2 separate regions of the Sus scrofa genome follow, and region 1 is linked to region 2. The links are chromatin contacts, called in public HiChIP or PLAC-seq maps. All regions are on one chromosome and are shown on one strand. The core of a region is the stretch at or near the end of the contact, and the rest is flanking DNA. Distances in the headings are between cores, read along the strand shown.

The links. HiChIP or PLAC-seq counts read pairs in DNA pulled down with a chosen protein or histone mark.
Region 1: an H3K27ac HiChIP or PLAC-seq map of alveolar macrophages shows a contact between it and region 2. The contact joins the enhancer-like site here to the promoter of SP7 in region 2. A contact is called at or near these places in 8 of 47 Hi-C or Micro-C datasets (embryonic fibroblasts, epiblast stem cells, liver and 4 more) and 2 of 2 datasets of contacts at active chromatin or transcription factors (alveolar macrophages and skeletal muscle).

Annotation. Positions count from the first base shown.
Region 1 is chr5:18,603,095-18,606,502 of Sscrofa11.1, reverse strand. All of the region lies in intron 3 of SP1 (transcription factor Sp1), which reads right to left. Among named protein-coding and RNA genes, the nearest start is that of SP1, 16 kb to the right of the region's middle. Within about 2 kb of position 2,127, at least 1 of the 83 cell types and tissues checked has an H3K27ac peak or open chromatin away from gene starts, as enhancers often do. A contact at or near this core is called in alveolar macrophages, where this site is marked.
Region 2 is chr5:18,564,989-18,568,198 of Sscrofa11.1, reverse strand. SP7 (transcription factor Sp7) reads left to right here and starts at 1,531. Exons shown (of 5, transcript XM_021091715.1): 1 at 1,531-1,590; 2 at 2,423-2,536.

The sequences.
Region 1 (3,408 bases), core at 878-3,377, 38 kb before region 2:
AAACAATCCAACTAGGAACCATGAGGTTGTGGGTTCGATCCCTAGCTTTGCTCAGTGGGTTAAGGATCTGGTGTTGCCATGAGCTGTAGTGTAGGTCACAGATGCGGCTCGGATACTGTGTTGCTGTGGCAAAGGCCGGCAACTGTAGCTCCAACTGGACCCCTTGCCTGGGAACCTCCATATGCCTTGGGTGCAGCCTTAAATATATATAAAAAAAGTAACTCTTCAGATCCATACTAGCCTGAGATCCCTGATGTGATCATGTTAAATAGGCACTTACATGTTGGGTATCTTTTAATAACAGGGTTCTCTAAATTTATGCATGAGTAATGCCCCTAGTACAATTACATAATCTGATACAGTAATCTGATATTTTAACTCCTCCCTAAGCATAAACTCCAAGGTAACTTTTTTTTTTTTTAGGGTTGCACCCACAGGGCACATGGAAGTTCCCAGGCTAAGGGTTGAAGTTCCCAGCCACAGCAATGCAGGATCCGAACCACCTCTGTGACCTACACTGCAGCTCACTGCAACACCGGATCCTTAACCCTCTGAGTAAGGCCAGGAATCAAACCTGGATCCTCACGGACACTAGAAGGATTCGTTTCTGCTGCGCCACAGTGGGAACTCCTCCAAGGTAACTTTTTAATATAAAAACTAGACTTCCCATTGTCAGAATTTGTTCAGATTATAGATAAATACTAAAAGCGGATACTCCCATTTATATCTAGTATTATGAAACACCATAGCTTTAAACTGCCAACAACAATATGATAAAAGGATAAAAGATGGAAATGTTATGCCATGAAAATATAAAGGTGCTCATCTATGCATCTGCGTACTCTTTTCCCTAAACTGGTTTCCTTCAACTTTTGCCTTAATATGGTAATGACAAATTCAAATATATGCAATGTATTTAATGTATTTTGAGATTTCTGTTCTTTTTTTGTTTTTGTTTTGTAAATAGTTTATCTGTTGGTTTCCTATTCTTTTAATATTGATTATGCAATGAATGTTAAGACAGTTAAGACAGCCACTATAAAAATTACTGCATGGAGTTCCTGCTGTGGCACAATGGGTTAAGAATACAGTATTGCTACAGCAGTAGCAGAGGTCCCAGCTTCAGTTCAGATCTGATCCCTGGCCCAGGAATTTCCATATGCTGCGGGTGCAGCCAAAAGAAAAAAAAAAAAGAACTAATGCACGTAAGTCGATAGGTTTCCTACATACAAATAAGAGCCAGTTAGAAGTAAAATGGAAGAAAACTATAATATACATATTTTAAAAAAAAGAAATAAAATGGAAAAAAGATTCTATTTGCAATAGCAACAAAAACTATAAAATACTAAGTTTAAACTTAGCAAGAAATGCGTAGGATCAATAAGAAAATAATGCAAATACAGTAGGAGTCAATCAAAATTAAAATTCCAGGAGCTCCCTTGGATCCGGCTGTGTCACTGCAGTGGCTCAGGTCACTGTTGTGGCGTGAGTTCGATCTCTGGTCTAGGAATTTCCACATGCCATGGGAACCGCCAAAAAAACCCAAAAAATAATTCCAGAAAAATTTACTAGGGAAACTGACAAAATGTGTCCAATTCATCTGTAAGAATATGAGGATAATCAGGAAAAAAATTTTCAAGTAGTAATGAGGGAAAATATTAAAAGTTTCATAAAGGAAAAGATAATAAAACAAAGTATCAAAAATAATAAAATAAAAACAGGCAACTCACAAGAGAAAACAAAAGCAAATTTAAAAAAGATATTTAATTCTCTAATAATCAGACAAGGCTAATTAAACCAAGAATCTTTTTTCCACATCATATTGGTAAAGATTAATATCAATGGAAGAATAAATTGCTAGCTTTTTGAAATCCAGTTTAGTTGTAAATATCAAAACACAAAGGTATAAAAACCACACCACAGCTCATGACAACACCGGATCCATAACCCACTAAGCAGGACCAGGAATTGAACCCCAATCCTCATAGATACCAGTCAGGTTTGCTATTACTGAGCCACAATGGGAACTCCTCAAAAACCTATTTTAAAGTACACAATTCATTGGCACTCAGTGCCTTCACAGTATTGGGCAACTACCACTTCCCTCTATTTTCAAAACTTTCATCACCTCTGAAAAACTCCTATACCCATTAAAGAATCACTCCTCATTCTCCCCTCACTCCACTTCCTGGCAACCACTACTATATGGATCTTCCTATTTTAGGTATAACATGTAAATAGAATCATACAATATGTGACCTTTTTTGGTCTGGTTTCTTTAACTTAGCAGAAGGTTTTCCAGGTTCACTCATACTGTAGGATGTACCACTACTTCATTTCTTTTTATGAAATGGATATATCACTTTTGTTTATCTATTGGACATTTAGGTTACTTCCACCTTTTGGCTATTATGAATTGTGCTGCTACAAACATCTGTGTATAAGATTCTGCATGGACATATGTTTTCATTTCTCTTAGAAATACACCTAAGGAGTTCCCACCATGGCTCAGTAGAAAAAAATCTCACTAGTAACCATGAGGATACAGGTTCAATCCCTGGCCTTGCTCAGTGGGTTAAGGATCTGGTGTGCCATAAGCTGTGGTAAAGATCACAGAAGTGGCCTGGATCCTGTGTTGCTGTGGCTGTGGCACTGGCTGACAGCTGTAGCTCCTATTTGATTCCTAGCCTGGAAACTTCTCTATGCTGCAGGAGCAGCCCTGAAAAAAGGAAAAATACACTCAGGAGTAGAATTATTCACTTACAGAATTTTAATCTAAAAAGTATGAACAAGGATGTTCACCAAAGCATTGCTTATAACACTGAAGAGGAAAAAAAAAAGTACCATTAGTAGGGTTAAGTATACCCTAGTTCAAACATACTATGGAATTCCCAATCATTTAAAGTGATGATGCAGATGTATACTTATCATTATTTATGGAAAAGATTTTTATAGTATTCAGTAAAAATAAGATTATGGCCCATTGTTGCGAGTTCCCAGCTCTGATTCTACCCCTAGCCTGGGAACTTCCATATGCTGCACGTGCGGCCCTAAAAAGCAAATAAATAAATAAATAAAGTCTCAAACACATCAGAAAAAAAAACAAGAAGGGAGGAGTCCCCATCGTGGCTCAGTGGAAACAAATCTGACTAGCATCCATAAGGACTAAAGTTCCGATCCCTGGCCTCACTCAGTGGGTTAAGGATCTGGCCTTGCTGTGGCTGTGGTGTAGGCCAGCAGCTACAGCTCTGATTTGACCCCTAGCCTGGGAACCTCCATATGCCTTGGGTGCAGCCCTAAAAAGACCAAAAAAAAACAAAAAAGAAAGGAACGGTCAGGGAAATAGATCACATCTTCCTGATTGTAGGGAAAAAAAAAGAAAGAAGGGAGAGTAATACCCCTCCACCC
Region 2 (3,210 bases), core at 282-2,781:
CAATTTGACCCCGGGAACCTCCATATGCCGGAGATGGGACCCTAAAGAGACAAAAAGACCAAAAAAAAAAAAAGAAAGAAAAGCCCCTGCACTTTGAACTCCCAGGTTCCCTCAATAGACTGTTTGTAAAGCCCCTCTCAACTGTCCCTTCTTTATAAAAGAGGGAGCCTCTTCTTTCTTCTCTGGACTGTGGTTTACCATAGATTGCCTGTCCACCACTGCAATTCTTTGCTCTTCTATAAGAAACCCATTTTGCTGGTAAAATACTGGCTTTTGTTTTAGGTTTATACTGTCATCATTTGAGTTCATAAAAGACCCCTCTCTAGTTTTTTTTCCCCCTCTTCATCCCTAAGCCCTTCCTCTCCTCCCTAAAAGCACCACTCTAATGTGTTTATTTGTCCCTGAATATATACACACTTGTTTTGTGGGTTCAATCTCTGTTGTGTTTAATTTGCCTGCAGAATTTAATTGTGCCATAAGTATAATCATTTTACTTTCTTTCACAGAACACTTTTTTTTTTTTACCTTTTAGGGCTGCACCTGCAGCATATTAAATTTAATCCCAGGCTGGGCGTCAAATTGGAGCTCCACCTGCCCGCCTGCTTCACAGCCATAGCCACTCAAGATCCAAGCTGCATTTGCAACCTGCACCACAGCTCATGGCAACGCCGGATCCTTAACCCACTGAATGAGGCCAGGGTTTGAACCCGAATCCTCACAGTTACTAGTCCAATTTGTTAACGCTGAGCCACAATGGGAACTCCCTATTTTTTTTTTTTTTTTTTTTTTTGTCTTTTCTAGGGCCACTCCCTCGGCATATGGAGGTTCCCAGGCTAGGGGTCGAATCGGAGCTGTAGTCACTGGCCTACACCACAGCCATAGCAGCTCAGGATCTGAGCTGCGTCTTGGACCTACACCACAGCTCAAGGCAACGCCGGATCCTTAACCTGGCAAGGCCAGGTATTGAACCTGCAACCTCATGGTTCCTAGTCAGATTCGTTAACCACCACGCCACGAAGGGAACTCCAGGCACTCCCTATTTTTATCTTTTTAAATTGAACTATGGTTGATTTACAATGTTGTGTTAGTTTCTGGTTAGCTAGCAGTGATTCAGATATATATTTTTTCCATTATAGTTTATTACAATATATTGAATATAGCTCCCTGTTCTATACAGTAGGATCTTATTTATCTATTTTATATACGGTAGTTTGTGTCTGCTAATCCCAAACTTCTAATTTATTCCTTCCTCTTCCCTCTGCCCTTTGGTAACCATAAATTTGTTTACTATGTCTATGAGTCTGTTTCTGTTTTGCAAATAAGTTCATTTGTATCATTTTTTTTTAGATCTCATATATAAGCGGTATCATGTGATATTTGTCTTTCTCTTCCTTTTAGGAAGTAAGTTTTTTTTTTGCTTTTAGGGCCACACCCACTGCATATAGAGGTTCCCAGGCTAGGGGTCAGATCTGCGCTCTAGCCACAGCAATGCTGGATCCTTAACCTGCTGAGCAAGGCCAGGGATTGAACCCACAAACTCATGGTTCATAGTTGGATTTTCTGCTGAGCCACGATGGGAACTCCTAGGCAGTAAGTTTTTATGTAATTTTTTTTTTCATCTTCTATGAGAGTTGTTTACCCCCATTTTTTAGACAAGGAAGTTGAGGCCTACAGAATTTGCACATATAGCAAGTGGCGGAGCTTGAATTCACACCTTAGTCTAACTTTCAAGACAGTGCATTTTACTACTCCAAACAGCCTCTATGTCATAAAAGCATGGCTGTTTACCAGGCTCTCTTCCACCAGATTGCACACTTCTTGTTAAATGCTATTTTGGACACTTCTGGCACATACCTGGCACAGTAGATGCTCAGGAAATGTCCGTGAAAGGCTGATAGGCAGGTGCGTGGGGCAGAAAATAGACCCTTGCTTGCTGAATTCCGGCCTGGCAGTCTGGATACTTTTGGAACTTTGACAAAGGTCTTGCCTTCTCTGAGTCAAGACTGGGGAAAGGTGCAGAATTAATACCATAACCCTCTGAGGCTTCTTCCCGCCCCAGCCCTTGCCTCAGCGCTGGCAGCTTTGCCATTGTTACCTTCAAAACGTGCCAACCCTCTGGCCCCAAGAACATGCTCTGGAGAGCAGGTTCATTGGCGCAGCGGTTGGGTAGCTCACTCCTGCCACCTGGTGGTACTTCGAAGCTTTGCTCCCTCTTCTTTCAGGGTCCCGGATCTAAGAAGGTGTTACCTGAAAAAGTCTAGAAGCTATTTGCACACTGCCCTTCCCTCCAAGAACTTTTCTCTGGAATCCCTTCCCATTTGCAGAACATACTGAGCTGAGCTGGATGGCGTTAAGACCTTTAAAGATTCTGAGCTCTGAGAAGATTGTGTGTACAAAAATATTTTCTTTTCTTTTTTTTAAGTCCCCCTGCTTTGCTTCCCTGTGTACTAAGCATCACTGGATATGGACACCACGGACCCGGCTTTGGAGAAGAGAAGCTTCCTAATTTAAGCCTATGGACCACTTGAGAGCAAAGGTTGTTGTGTTTTATAAACATTTGTCTTTCTGGGGACCCCACAGTGCCTGGGAGGTAAGAGGAGATAATCAATGTCCGTTTTTCGGTCTTTACCTGAAATGTAACCCTGGCTGGCCTGTTGTTAGGACCCTTGGAGACCACCTCTGCTTTATCACCACCTTGCAGGGGTGCCTAATGCCTATCTGCCTATCTCTCGCTCTCTTTTTTTTTTTTTTTTTTTTTGTCTTTTTGTCTTTTTGCCATTGTTTGGGCCGCTCCCGCGGCATATGGAGGTTCCCAGGTTAGGGGTCTAATCAGAGCTGTAGCCACCAGCCTACGCCACAGCCACAGCAACGCCAGATCTGAGCCGCATCTGCGACCTATACCACAGCTCACAGCAACGCCGGATTCTTTTAACCCACTGAGCAAGGCCAGGGATCGAACCCACAACCTCATGGTTCCTAGTCAGATTCGTTAACCTCTAAGCCATGATGGGAACTCCTCTGCCTATCTCTTTGCATCTTTAGTTTTCCTCTTTGCAAGTCTGAACCCTCTCCCCCTGCCCTCCCCCGCTCCAAGAAACCTGATTTTCTTTCCAAGAAAGGATCTCACAACCCTAGAACTTTAGAGATAAAAGCAGCCAAAATACTAAGAATCTCTACCATTTGTTGAATCCCATTTTTTTTTTAAGTGGC